5 separate regions of the Mus musculus genome follow, and all the other regions are linked to region 5. Evidence: chromatin contacts called from public promoter capture Hi-C data. All regions are on one chromosome and are shown on one strand. Each heading gives the region's core, a stretch centred on a gene start, on an enhancer-like site or on the middle of the called end of the contact. The rest is flanking DNA. Distances are from core to core; before and after follow the strand shown.

The links. Promoter capture Hi-C pulls out the DNA fragments that hold promoters and counts their contacts. Capture Hi-C pulls out chosen DNA fragments and counts their contacts.
Region 1: a contact with region 5 is called in a promoter capture Hi-C map of liver, with 4 times the contacts expected there. The contact joins the promoter of Pycard here to the promoter of Tufm in region 5. A contact is called at or near these places in 1 of 39 promoter capture datasets (liver) and 1 of 9 other capture datasets (liver).
Region 2: a promoter capture Hi-C map of liver shows a contact between it and region 5, with 3 times the contacts expected there. The contact joins the promoter of Srcap here to the promoter of Tufm in region 5. A contact is called at or near these places in 3 of 39 promoter capture datasets (hippocampal neurons, liver and pre-B cells), 1 of 484 Hi-C or Micro-C datasets (cortical neurons) and 2 of 9 other capture datasets (adipose tissue and liver).
Region 3: a promoter capture Hi-C map of liver shows a contact between it and region 5, with 3 times the contacts expected there. The contact joins the promoter of Setd1a here to the promoter of Tufm in region 5. A contact is called at or near these places in 3 of 39 promoter capture datasets (the 3T3-L1 cell line, hematopoietic stem and progenitor cells and liver), 1 of 115 datasets of contacts at active chromatin or transcription factors (thymic regulatory T cells) and 2 of 9 other capture datasets (adipose tissue and liver).
Region 4: a promoter capture Hi-C map of hippocampal neurons shows a contact between it and region 5, with 2.1 times the contacts expected there. The contact joins the promoter of Phkg2 here to the promoter of Tufm in region 5. A contact is called at or near these places in 4 of 39 promoter capture datasets (cranial neural crest, hippocampal neurons, liver and 1 more), 1 of 484 Hi-C or Micro-C datasets (B cells), 1 of 115 datasets of contacts at active chromatin or transcription factors (stem cell-derived neural progenitor cells) and 2 of 9 other capture datasets (adipose tissue and pancreatic islet).

The regions. Positions count from the first base shown.
Region 1 is chr7:127,992,594-127,995,293 of GRCm38.p6, reverse strand. Pycard (PYD and CARD domain containing) reads left to right here and starts at 1,427. Exons shown (of 3, transcript NM_023258.4): 1 at 1,427-1,911; 2 at 2,123-2,179; 3 at 2,329-2,700. The coding sequence starts at 1,641. The coding sequence ends at 2,582.
Region 2 is chr7:127,510,631-127,513,330 of GRCm38.p6, reverse strand. Srcap (Snf2-related CREBBP activator protein) reads right to left here and starts at 1,348. Exons shown (of 34, transcript NM_001304266.1): 1 at 993-1,348. 1700008J07Rik (RIKEN cDNA 1700008J07 gene) reads left to right here and starts at 462. Exons shown (of 1, transcript NR_024331.1): 1 at 462-2,700.
Region 3 is chr7:127,776,131-127,778,830 of GRCm38.p6, reverse strand. Setd1a (SET domain containing 1A) reads right to left here and starts at 1,442. Exons shown (of 19, transcript NM_178029.3): 1 at 1,318-1,442; 2 at 554-718; 3 at 230-325. The coding sequence starts at 703.
Region 4 is chr7:127,572,014-127,574,713 of GRCm38.p6, reverse strand. It overlaps Phkg2 (phosphorylase kinase, gamma 2 (testis)), which reads right to left and starts at 1,366. Exons shown (of 10, transcript NM_026888.3): 1 at 1,258-1,366; 2 at 748-860. The coding sequence starts at 842.
Region 5 is chr7:126,486,075-126,488,774 of GRCm38.p6, reverse strand. Tufm (Tu translation elongation factor, mitochondrial) reads right to left here and starts at 1,420. Exons shown (of 10, transcript NM_172745.3): 1 at 1,285-1,420; 2 at 993-1,187; 3 at 349-515; 4 at 21-125. The coding sequence starts at 1,327. Gm46001 (a long non-coding RNA gene) reads left to right here and starts at 2,261. Exons shown (of 3, transcript XR_001778288.1): 1 at 2,261-2,293; 2 at 2,444-2,615.

The DNA of each region.
Region 1 (2,700 bases), core at 178-2,677, 1.5 Mb before region 5:
GCATATATGGCCATAATGATCTGAAAATTATGGAGGGATCAATGAGGAACCATAAGCCATGAGTCAAGGTACACTGGCTATCTCACCACAATTGCTGCTGGTATACCATGCCACAAGGATGGACACTCTGTCACCCTGCAAACTTAATCCATAGTTGTAAAGTGTCAAGAGTTAAAACTCTGCTGGTCCTAGTGGCACACACCTTGATCCAAGCACTTGCGATGCAGACACGTGGATCTCGAGTTCCAGGACAGCCAGGGCTACAGAATGGCATCCTGTATAGAGGAGGGAGGCTCCTTAAGCCAGATGTGGTAGAATACACCTGCTATTCCAATTCCAACCAGTCAGGGGGCTGAGCAAAAAGGATCAGGAGTTCAAGACTAGCCTAGCTTACACAACAAGGTTATCTAAAGTAAATAAATAGGCAAAGCATTAAGTGGTGACTAGGTAGCGGGCCCTTGGCACATGCTGGGCATTATAACAACCTCCCTAGCCTCCCCTCCCCCACAAAAGCACAAGAGCTACAAAAAAGTAGCTTTGTTCACTAGCAGCAATATGATCTAGATGGGTAGATGGAGGACTCTTAAGACTGGACTCTCGGAGGAAGTAACATTTAACCTGAGGGTTGAGGAGCCAAGCATTTGTCTGAGAGAGAAGCAATTTCAAGGTTTAGGGAACAGCATGTGCAAAGAATTGAAAAAGCAACTCCAGAGGAACTGAGCTTGAAGATAAGGGTAAACTGGCAGTGTGGTATAAAACAAGACTGACTAGATCAAAACTGGGATGGACCAGTAGACCCCCAGCCATGTTTAAAGCCAGTTAGGAATTCTGGGTACAGAGCAGGCTCCAAGGTCATCCTAACCAGCCCAGGAGTAAGGGGGTAGCTAGCTGTCTACTCAGGTCTCTACACTCCAGTTGTCATCACACTACAAAATATTTAATAGCTGGGGCATTTGGTAAGGTTTCAAGAAGCCTTAGCCCTTCCAACCCAACCCATCATGAGCCCAGGTCCCCCACCTTCTAGCAGATGTGAGGCTGAGAGATGGGAGTGACAAAAACTTTTAGCTGAAAGAAACTAAGGTGAAGACATAGTCACTCTCTTTCGCACTTCATTTTGTCCAAATCTGTGGAATTCAAGGGGCTTAGTGTTCTAGCTGTTAAAATTCTAATATTCAATGGCATGTGAGTGGATCCTAAGATCTGGGGAAACAAAATTTGGGGCGTCTAGATTTCCAAGATTCTAAACCTCTATGCTCCAAGAAACTCAACAGAAACAGGTTGCTTTTCAGCAACAGCTGGTTTGCAAGTAAGCTCTATTGAGTCTCTCAGCATCTCCGGACCTGCCAGAGTAACAACTTAGCTCCACCCTCTGTCCCCACCCCACTTCCTCCACCAACCCACCTCCACCTAGTTTCTTCAGCCTAGCCAAAAAGCCAAGTCTGAAAGTCTTAGGGGCGGAAACCAAAACTAGTTTGCTGGGGAAAGAACAGGAGCTGTAAGAAAAGAGGGTGGGGGAGTCCCAGCATGCCCATCGGCCTAAGCAGCTGACTTCCTGGTCTTGGCGGGCTGGCAGCAGGCAGGCTGCAGCAGGCGAGCAGCAGCAAGAGTAAAAGGTGACCGCGGCTGCCCACCCCAGAGCCATGGGGCGGGCACGAGATGCCATCCTGGACGCTCTTGAAAACTTGTCAGGGGATGAACTCAAAAAGTTCAAGATGAAGCTGCTGACAGTGCAACTGCGAGAAGGCTATGGGCGCATCCCACGCGGGGCCCTGCTGCAGATGGACGCCATAGATCTCACTGACAAACTTGTCAGCTACTATCTGGAGTCGTATGGCTTGGAGCTCACAATGACTGTGCTTAGAGACATGGGCTTACAGGAGCTGGCTGAGCAGCTGCAAACGACTAAAGAAGGTGAGTGTGTCCCCTTGTTCGTCTACCCTCAACTTCCTGCACACCAGCAGAGGCTTGCCTCTTTGGCGCTTAACTGTTCCTCCTGCCATAGCCAAAAAAAAAAAAAAAAAAAAAATCTTCCCTTTGTAGCCTTGAACTTAGCACCGTGGGTGGAGTGGGAGTGAACCCCTGAAAGTCTGTTGATAAAGATCCACCTGGCATTTCTTTGCAGAGTCTGGAGCTGTGGCAGCTGCAGCCAGTGTCCCTGCTCAGAGTACAGCCAGAACAGGTGAGGCCTCCCCACCCTACCACACCCTTGCACAGCCTATCTTTGCCTATGTAGTCATGGTGGGTGGCTTTCCTTGATTCTCCAACCCCTAAAACTGCGTTAGTAAATTTTGAAGCAGTTTTAAACACTGCTTTCACTTCCACCCTCAGGACACTTTGTGGACCAGCACAGGCAAGCACTCATTGCCAGGGTCACAGAAGTGGACGGAGTGCTGGATGCTTTGCATGGCAGTGTGCTGACTGAAGGACAGTACCAGGCAGTTCGTGCAGAGACCACCAGCCAAGACAAGATGAGGAAGCTCTTCAGCTTTGTTCCATCCTGGAACCTGACCTGCAAGGACTCCCTCCTCCAGGCCTTGAAGGAAATACATCCCTACTTGGTGATGGACCTGGAGCAGAGCTGAGGTATCTTTTCCAGCTACATTATCTAGCTCCTGACTTTGTATACACAATTTTTGAAAAAACAATTTGTATTTGTGTTTACTCTCTGGGATGTTTTTGCTGAGCTAAGCTACATTTCCA
Region 2 (2,700 bases), core at 99-2,598, 1.0 Mb before region 5:
GCGTGCGCCACCAACCGCCCGGCAAGAAAGAGCTTTATAAGCAGACTTAAGTGAGGAAGGCGCCAAGGAGCCCTAACAGCCGGAAACAAGCAGGGTTAATAAAGTATTCAAGATCCGGAAGCATTTGCCTAGTTAATTCCTTATCTAGGTGTTGTGCTGCCTTGATTCACCCTTCAGAAATTCCAAGGATTGGAGGTAATCCAAAACCATGAGGCCCCAACTATGGACTCCAGCCTTCTTTATGACCTCCCAATACCCCCCCACCCCCCCCGCAGTGGACTGACCCAGCATGACCCTTGACCTCTGCCAAGTTTTGACTCCTCAGACGGCGGCCCCGCCCCCTCGCGGTCGCCCACCCCACCCAACGTGCTCGACCGGCTGGGGGAGGCGCCGGCGCGTGCGCGGCCCGGAGGCGGGGTGAGCCGGCGGCGCGCACGGCCAGATTGGGGAGGGGAGGAGGGGGGGATTCCCGCCAGAACCCGATCCCATAGACCGGGTCACAGGACTCAGATGTCCGCGTCCGTCGGCGCCCCCACATCCACAGACCGCAAAGAGCTCGGGAAGGAAGGGTTCGTGCGCCAAGTCTCGGGCTCCTAAATGGCTTATGGTGGGCGCGCGCCCGGACTACTCGTCCCGTGCACCCCTTTCCCTCGTCCGCGCCCCCGAGGGGAGGCAGGTTGGTGGGCGGGCAGAAGCGCACCTGGGTCCGTCCTCTCGAGGGCTGCTCGTTCGCGCACGCGTGCGCAGAAGGGCAGGAGGGGGGCGAGGCGCCGCTCTGACACCAGGTGCCGCTCGGCCCGACGCCCTCCCCCCCACCCCCGGCTCCGGGAGCGCGCGCAGGCAACCTCGCTCGCCAGCCCCGGGGCCCCGCCGGGCGGTGCGCGCGCAGCACCCCGGGAAGGTGGGAAGCGGCGCTCGCAGATGCGCGCGCAGGCACCCGTCAGGGGAGGGGAAAGTGTGGGGCCTCCGCCATCTTGTCTCCCTCTCCTTACCTGCGTCCTCGGGGGCGTGCTCACCACCCCCCCTCCCGCCGAGGAGGGGGGAGGGCCCCCTCTTGGTCGCCGCCTTCACCACTTTAAATTCCCCTAAGGGCCGTAACACGAGCCACCCCGATGCTCCCACCGCTTCCAGTCACGCCGCGAAGAGGTGCTTGGTGAGTTGAAGAAAAAGGAGACGCTACTCCCAGCGACCCCGCCGCCGCCTCCGCTGCTCCCGAGGCCTCACCAAAATGGCCGCCGCCGTCTCGGCCGCCACCGCCACTAGCACCACCACTACCACCACCACCAAGGCTCGTTATCGCTACCGCCAGAGCGGCCCGTCTTCTCGCGATACACAGTAACTGGAGGCTGAAGGGGCGGGTAGGCTCGCGTGCTAGCGTAGGACTGTGCGGCGCAAAGCAAGGTGGGAGTTGTAGTTCGCTCCGAGGCTCCATGCTGGCCCAGCACGCTTCAATAGGTCTGAAACTCGTGCTGCATTGCAGCTGCCCACTGGGACCACCCTTTGGATTTCGGAGTTTTTGTTCTTACATATCACCCAGTGAAATGAAACAAATGAGTAGAAGAGCTTAGACCTACTGATTCCTACAGCAGTTACTTTTTGTTTTTGAAAGGTGAGGTCTAACAATGTAGCCTTGGCTGACATGGACTCGCTATGTAGATCAAGCTAACCTTAAACTTACAAAGTTGCTCCTGCGTCTGCCTGGAATGAACGTATGCACCACCACTACCAGCTGCGGTTGACTTTGTAACACCGGTTTTCCCAAGAACTCTCAAATACAAGTACCATAGGTTTGCAGTCTTTTACATTTAAGAACTATTTTGAGAGGTTGAGAACATAGCTCAGTGATTAAGAATATTGGCTGCTTCCACTTTGAGAGGACATTCTATCTCCACACTAAAGAAGCTCCTAACAGTTATTCCAGTTCCAAGGAATCCGACACCCTCTTCTGGCCTCAGAGAGCAATACACAAACACGGTGCACAGACATACACGCAAGTAAAACTCCCATTCAAGTCAAATAAAAATCCTTAAGGAAAAAAAGGCTGGGTGGTGGTGGCTCATGGCTTTTAATCCCAATAGAGGCTGACGAATCTCTGACTTCAGAGCCATCCTGGTCTATGAAGCTAGCTCTAGGACAACCAAAGCTACAGAGAAAAATTCCTGTGTCTAGGGGGGAAAAAATCTCTTAGAGAATCTGATACTCCCTTCCGATTTTAAGGATGCATTTATTATCTACAACGGTTCCAAGGAAGATTTTGAGCCATTGGTTACATAACAAGACCCTGCCCCAAAACATAACTAATAATTAAGAAAACAGGATAAAAATAAATCAGCGATGGACAGAGGAGAAGCTATTGAGGGGAAATGGAAGTTGAATAGAGACTGGAAGAAAGATTCTTTACAGCTAGGTATGGTAGCATAAATGCACAATCCCAATTTACTGGTTGAGGCCAACCTGTGCTGTTGCATAAGTCAATACAAACAACCACACAGAGCACACACACACTAATATTCTAAAGTTCAAGATTATCCTGTCTAAAAAAAAGGATATGCATATAATCTTATAGTAACTATGTGTTGCTTTTTTTCACTTTAGTACTTTAAAGGTGTGTGTGTGTGTTTAAATAATTTACAGAGGCAGAGCTGGAGAGATGTTTTAAGTGGTTAAGAGCACTGGCTGCTCTTCTAGAGAACACAGGGT
Region 3 (2,700 bases), core at 193-2,692, 1.3 Mb before region 5:
ACCTCATCCTTCCAGACATCAATACCCTTGTCACCAGATATATACTAGAGTCACCTCAGCTATACATGTATACCTTCTGTCCAAAACATCTCAGTCTCACAGACACAAAAAGCAATGAGATCTGGCTGTCATAGTTCCTTCGGAATAAACACTTTGGTAGACTGTGTGAAGCCCAGGGTCCTTGACACTCTCCAAGGACCAACATGCAGGGAGACCAGCAGGCACTCACCTTAAACTTAGGAACCGGGAGGGAAAAGTCTCTGGCTTTGGACCTGACATGACAGCGGGGGTCCTGGAGGTCTTCCACGGGGGTATACTTTGAGTCCTAACAAAGAAAGCAGGAAGAGATGAAACCAGGCTGAAAATTCACCAGCCTACTGACTCTATAAAGCCCATGTAGAAGCCAACATACAGAAGAGCTGGGAGAGCTTGCTCATTCTCAAAAAACCAAACTACAGGTATAGGAAGTCTGGGTGTTGAATACTGAACAGGGGGAAGCGGGGAGGGGAGATTGGAGGTCCAAATAAGTCAAGAAAGGCTCGAGGGCACTCACACTGACACTGAAGTGGACTCCGTCATAGCGGTACACCTTCTGGGAAGGCCTGCGCAAAGCAGGGTCCAAAGCAGGATCCACTATGAGCTTGTAGTTCCGCCACTGGAAGCTCGGGGCTTTCTGCCCGTCTCCCCCACCTTCCTGGTCCATCTTTGCTCATTTACACTGTCAGGAAAAGAGGGATACGGAATGGGAGTCCACGACTTAGGCCTGACTCCCTTGCTGTCCCCTCAATGTCTAGCCCCGATTCCAGGGTCTCACATCAGTCCAGTCCCCGACACCTCAGCATGACCCGTGGCTCCCTCAGATCTTGCCCTGAGGAGCTGGGCTCACTATGGCACTCCATTCCTCTCCATCCCCAATTCTACCCTCAGGGCCCAGGCCCATCTCGCGCCCCCTTACCTTCCCGCTCTCCCCAGCGCGCCCCACTTGGCCTCCACGCAAGACCCCTCCCCCGTCCCCTCGCAGGCCCCGCCCCCTCCCGCCTCCTCACCGGCCAAGCGGCCCGGGCCGAGCCCCGCTCCCGCTCCCACACAGCCGCTCGCGTCCCCGCGCCCCGATCCTCCGAACCAGAGGTGGCACCTCTTCGGGGCGTTGGAAACACCGCGAGACCGAATCTGAGACCCAGCTTCGGTCCCTGAATCCAGGCGGGGGGGTGGGGGGAGGTAACGCGCGCCGCTGCCCTCTCCTCCCGCCCGGGCGCGTTCGGTGTCGTCCACCCCCCCCACCCCGTCGGCGCGCACGCGCGCCGGGGCCCTACTCACCCGCTCGTGGCGAGCGGCTCACCCTCCCCCCACCGCGCGCAGCACCTCAGCGGCGTGAGGCGGCGGCGGCGGCGGCGGCAGCGCGAGACCCGGCCCCGCAGCGGTGGCGGCGGCGGCGCCCCCCCACCACCACCTCCCCGGCGCGCGCACCAAACACCACCGCCACCTGCGCGAGGCCCAGCGGGCACAGCGTCTGCATCCGCACTTTCGCTACAAGGACTGCGGAGCGATCCACGGGGCCGAGGGTAGCGGCCTTGCCTCGGCCGGCGCCCTGCGAGGCTCGGGAGTTGTAGCCCAGGGAGCCTGAAGATGGGCCGCATTCCCCGGAGAGTGGACCGCACCACCCTGATCCAGCTGCTCCGGCCTTGGGGTTCCTGGCGAATCGGCGGCGACGAAAGCTGCGACGAGCCCCTGAGGGAAGGGGGCGGAGCGAGGGGGAGGACGCCAGCCAGAGCTCGGGAGATTTGAGTGGCGCGTCCAACGACGCAGATTCGCGAGGCGGGCGGGGCGAATGAGTGGACAGGATGCGCGCTCCTCGGCTCCTCTTCCCTGCCCCTTCCTTGCGCAGCCCGAATGCCTATGAGGCTGCAGTGCAGATTCGCCACCGTCCTGGGCTTTGGCCGTCACCTCTTCTCACCTGCTGTAGAGTCAAGAAAATGACGCCTGGCTCGCCAAGCCCTGTTGGCAGAGTCGACCTCTAGTCCTGGATTTTTTTTTTTTTCAGTAGAACGACTCAAGGAACAGCACACTTCCTACTTAGTGCGAAATGGTTACAAGGAAGAAGTCTTCTCGGCGTTTCCTGAAAATTTTCAGACAAGAAAAGCTGCCCAAATAATCCTAAGGAGTCGGGTAGCGAATCTGCCGATCCGGTTGTGGGCGGGGCTAACGAGAGAGGCGTGGCCAGGCGTGCGGAGCCCGGCGTAACGGGCTGCTTCCCTTAGAATCCACCAAAACCTGGGAGGGGTGGGAGGTGGAAAAATACAACCAGGAGGGGTGACTCAGGCGCTTTGCCTACCGACGCACAGAGTGAAATGATCGGTTCCTTCCCGCTTTTATATTCGGGCTCCTGTTGTTTTTCAGACAGCATGACATCGAACTTGCTATATAACGGAGGATGGCCTCGAACTCCAGATCCTTTTGCCTCTATTTCCTGAGTACCGGAATTACAGGTGTGCACACCATAACCGGTTTATAGCATGCTGGGAGATCTAACTCAGGGCTTTCTGCGTGTTAGGCCAGTACCCTAGTTACACCTCCCTTGGGCTAGTTTTAAAATGTTCCTTCTGAGCCGAGCAGTGGTGGTACACGTCTTTAATCCCAGGACCTGGGAGGCTGAGGCAGGTGGATTTCTGAGTTGGAGGCCAGCCTGGTCTACAGAGTGAG
Region 4 (2,700 bases), core at 117-2,616, 1.1 Mb before region 5:
TTTAATCCCCAGCACCATGAACAACCAAACACCCCTCCCCCAACCCTCCTGTCATTTTCTTAGAAGTCTCCTAAAGCCCCTCCTCTGTGGAGACCCCGTTGATTGAATCCTACTGCCTACTTATTTTTTCCCCTAACGCTCCTTTCGACCTTTATCTTTTTTTCATTATGTAAAGATAGAAACATTTCCAAGACAGAAACTTCCTCAGGGTTCCTGTTCTGTCACTCCCTCACCCGGTGTTCTTGGTGCTTAACACAACATAACCAATACACTATGCTTCTGAAACTAAACCATAAAGCATCTGTGGTGGCGATCACAGTAGCAATCCCTGCTCCCCTCCCCGACAGGGTTTCTCTGTGTAGTCCTGGCTGTCCTTGAACTTCCTCTGTAAACCAGGCTGGTGTCAACTCAACAGAGATTCACCTGCCTCTGCTGGGATCAAAAGCATTCACCACCACCGCCCAGCTCCAAGCATCTTTTCTACAGACCCCTACTTCTCGAACTAGATACCTTTGAAATGCTCACGTGATGGGTATTTTCTACCTTCCCGTTGTCTGGACCACAAACAATTGTTGACAATATAGATGAATAGAGGAAAAAATGCGGGTTAACTCGGAATACTAGCCAAGTCACTAACTGTTTTCCACTGTCCACTTCCTAACTATCCAGTCTTCAGAAGGAAGCCTTATTTCCTGGCTGGGAGCTGACTACACTGGGCCGGTGTATGCTTCAGCTGTGAAGGCTCACCTGCCAATGATGTCCTTAGGGTCGTACTTCTGGTAAAACTCTTTGGCCGCAGCCCAGTCAGGGAGTTCATCCTCCGGCCCCACGTCCAACGTCATTCTGAGGGATGTGGGGGCCTGGGAGGAGGAAACGGAGGGCAGTGAGGGCAAGGAGGCCCACAGGTTCTGAGAGGATGCACATCGTGGCTCCCGGGGGCGCAGCACCTGCGGCTGGGGCGCCAGGGTCCTGGGGGTTGGGGGTGGGGTAGGGGAAGGATCAGGACCGGGGAGACCACAACGAAGGGCCTAGGGGGGAGGGAGGGAAGCAGGGCAGGGAAGAGGATAGGGAAGGGCGGGAGGGGGGAAAGGTGGCTCGGAAGAAGGGGGAAATGGCACAAGTGCGGGCGGCTGTTACCGCGCAAGCGCACTTGGCGTCCACTGGGAGGGGCGCGGGGGTCTCGAGCAGGATGACCCGTGCGAGCGGGGAGGGGGAAGGGAGGGTGGGGGGAGGGGGGTGAGGAGGGAACAGTCTAACCTGCGCAAAGACCCTCAGCTGCTTGGTTTATGTTTGTTCCTTTGCTTTAACCTGTAAGGCTCCCACAGCGACCTAAGGCACCGCCCCCATCATTGCAGCCAATGGCCCCTGCTGTTTGAGAACTAGGGATTAGAAACCCTCCGATTGGAAAATGGCAGTCCAATAGGAAGACGGGATTCCAGGGCGGACAAGGCCGTTGGCGCTAGAAGTCCCCAAAAGGTCTCCACCATGAGGAGGAGCCTGAAAAACAGCCAATCAACATGTAGCACTTGCTTTTCTCTCCTGGTGCTGCTGGTCTGTAAAGAGACACGGAAGTTAGGTTACCGGAAATGTGATGTCTCCGCACTACCTCACCGTGCCCTCGGACAAGGCCCTTTTAGTTTCCTTCTGGAATCCTCATTTATTATAGTAAGAGCCTGTTCCAAAATTCCTTTTTTTGTGGAAACCTGCGTGTAGACAAGTGTGGTCATGCACGCTTAATCCCAGCACTAGGAGGCGAGGCAGGCAGATGGATCTCTTGAGATGGAGGCCAGCATGGTCTACAAAGTGAGTTCCAGGACCGGCAGGGCTGTTTATACAGAGAAACTGTTTTGAGAAACACAACAAAACAAAATGCATATGCAGCTTGGCCGTTTGGTCCTGACTAGAGCTTTCAGGATAGTGTCCATCATCCTGGGGTCACAGACTCCTACCGTCTTGCTCCCAGACCCTCCTGCATTAAGTACACAAGGTTGTTAAGGTCCTGCCTAGAGTAATTCCAAAGCCAGACATATCCTAAAACCAAGGTTCTGGAGTAACAGCAAAGAAAAAAGCAAATCCTCAAGGTTACAGTCCAGCAAAAGAGAAATGATAATTTTTGTTTTTTTAGACGGTGTCTCACTATGTAGCCCTTGTTAGTCAGGGATTCGTTGTGTATCCCAGGCTGGGGTGGAACTCCAAAGATCAGTCAGTTTGAGTGCTGGGATTTAAGGCTCAGGACGCCTAGATTACAGCATGATTTTCTAACAGCTTTTTCTATAAGGAAACCAAGTAATTTAGTGTTTTTGCTTTCTGTCACTGTAGAGCCTTTCCTCATCAAGCTTAACTTTAACAACTTGCAAAAATAGTTTTGAACTTTCCTAAGTAGGTTTGTTGTTGGTACACAGGGGATAATTATTCTGAAATTAGTCAAAATAATGTATTCATATAATTAGGAACCGAAGAGTCTTCCTATGAGAATATGAAATCTGGAACTAGAGGAAGAACTACAGGTAAAATTTGGGCAATGGTGAAAAACAGATTAAAAAATAATTTTATATTTTCCAGTATTGATTTCTAAAAGGACCCCCAAAACAGAAGCTAGTATAAAGTCTAAATGCTGATTTCTCTTGGTTGCAAACAAAGGAACCAGGGATCTTTGGGAAATGACCAAGGACAACAATAATGTGTCAGGAATCACAACCT
Region 5 (2,700 bases), core at 171-2,670:
TCCCACTCAGACCCCAGTACCTGTTTAGCTAGCAGTAAGTGCTCTCGGGTCTGGGGCATGGGGCCATCATTAGCTGCCACCACCAGGATACAGCCATCCAGGGGGGCAGTGCCTGTGATCATATTCTGGGTGGAAGAGGAAGAAGGTCAGCTTAGTTCAGGGACCTCTTCAACATGCATCCTCTAATGAGAAGTAGCTGTGAAGATCTCCATCTCTCTGCCATGTCTTCACCACCCACAGCCACAAATCCTTGTTCTTATATTCAAACACCGCCACTATTTTATAACCTCCCCCCCTCACACCTCCACTGAACGGAAGCAGGTGCTGGCTGTCCCCAGCAACCCTCACCTTAACATAATCTGCATGACCAGGACAGTCTGTGTGGGCATAGTGTCGGGCAGCAGTGCTATACTCCACATGGGCTGCATTGATGGTGATGCCCCGAGCTCGCTCCTCTGGGGCATTGTCTATCTCCTCGTACTTCTTGAACTTAGCTCCACCTCCCTCGGCTAGAACTACCGGAGGAAGAGAACACACCTCTCAACTCAGGGTCAGAGCTACAGACAAGGCTCGGGGCACACGCCTGAACCCCTCATACAGAAACAATCTGGAAGGATAAATCTCTGTTAAATCTCAATTCTAGGAAATCTCAAATGTAATTCTAGGAAAGATAACTTTGTAAGACAGTGAGAGAATTTCCTAAGGTGTGTGCTCATCACAGACGCTTCCAATTCTTCGCTGACAGCATCTCTTTACAGACCACTCTACACTGGATGGAAACCATTCACAGTTTTCATTTTATGCCTCACAGAGCTCTTCCTGTACAGGGAAACCTGTCTCCTGCATCTTCCCACCAGCCTTCGTCCCAAGTGTCTCTTGGAGCCATGCTAAAGTTCAGCGGACTACAAGACACCCACCCTACGCTCTAGTTCTGACTCTTCCAGCTGACAGGACATTGCCCGACGCCTCCAACCCAACCCAACCCTACTCACTTTTCGTGATGGCTGCAGTCAGGGTGGTCTTGCCATGGTCCACATGTCCGATGGTACCCACATTCACATGGGGCTTGTCGCGTACATAAGTCTTCTTGGCCTCCACAGCTAGGCCGCGACACAAGAAGGGTGATGCGGGAGCCTTCAGCGGCCGCAGCCGACCTTGCAGAAATGGGGTCGGGCTGGCGCAGAGACCTGCGGGGAAAGGCACTTGGGAGTCAGGGATCCGAACCCAGCTACCCTCCGCGCCCCTCGCAACTCCGGGCTGCCTGCGTCCAACCCGCCCCCTCACCGCTGAAGCGGGGCGTCGCTCGCAATAGAGTGGCTGCCGCCATTGTGGTAGTACTCGGTGACCGGGACCGGGAACTAGGCACCCGGGGCCCGCGCGTGCAGGGAAGGACGGGCACTTGGGACTGCAGATCACTTCCGGCGGAAATGAGGGTCCGGACAGCGAGTTTAGGAGCCTCTAGCAGACAGTTTCTATGGCCACGGCCACTGATATCCGGGCATGGAGCGGAAGAGGGGGTTTCTGGTGTCTCGCGGGGGACGATGGGGAATTTCCACAGTTCAGCCTGAGGGGGCCGCTTTAGGAGGAAAATGCGGAGCGCCCCATAATGCACGAGCGCCCCCGAAGGCTTATGGGTGTTGTGGTTTCCAGGGCAGCGGGCTTGGGTCAGTTTGTGACAGGCTTTAGCTTCGCCTGGGTTCGGTCCAGAGAGAAGATCTCCCAGCCTGTAAGAGGCAAAATTAACGAGAGTCAGGGATGGAGTCCCGGGAGTTCCAGTCCTTGGCCATTAAATAACTGCCCCCATATCTCTTGCAGGGATCCTGTGCTTTCTAACATTTTGAAGTCAAACCCTCCTCCCCCAATAGTCCTTTGGACGCTTGACAAGCAGTTTTCTTTCCTTTTTCTTCCTTCTTCCCCACTACCTTCCGAGACAGGGTCTCCTTGGCTGGCCTATGTAGACCAGGCTGGTCTTCCAGCTCTAGAGAAATCTCCTGTCTCAGTGCTGGGATTAAAGGAAGTTTTTTTTTTACTGTTAGTTGAATCTTTTGTATACCCAGCAAATGTTTGTTCCCTAATGAATAAGTGGTTTTTGTTTTTGTTTTTTTTTAAGATTTATTTATTCTATGTAAGTACACTGTAGCTGTCTTCAGACACACCAGAAGAGGACATCAGATCTCATTACGGATGGTTGTGAGCCACCATGTGGTTGCTGGGATTTGAACTCAGGACCTTTGGGAGAGCAGTCAGTGCTCTAAACCACAGAGCCATCTCTCCAGCCCCCTAATGAATAAGTGTAAGTATAGTAATGACTTTTAACTGTCACATTCATCTTTTCGCACAGCTTCTTCAACTCTCACAAATAATAGAAGCTTCTTAACTCTGTCTTTCTTTCTGAAATTTACCCTATCAGCTTAATTGACAGTATCTTTTCCAAATGCTGTAGATTCCCTCATTCCATCCCTAGAGAGATGTCTAGGCACAAGCAAGCTACATCACATCTCTTCTAAAAATCAAGTGGAAGGAGATACAGGTACACACTTGTGACCCCAGCACTTAAGACACTGCAGCAGGAAGTCCAGTCCTAAGGCCTGAGCACAGATTGAAACTCTGAAAAGGTAAAGATAAAGGACAATAGAGTGTTACTGGAATCTTGTGCTAGACTCCCCTCAGTCTTTGTGATTTTTTTTTTTTTTTTTTTAT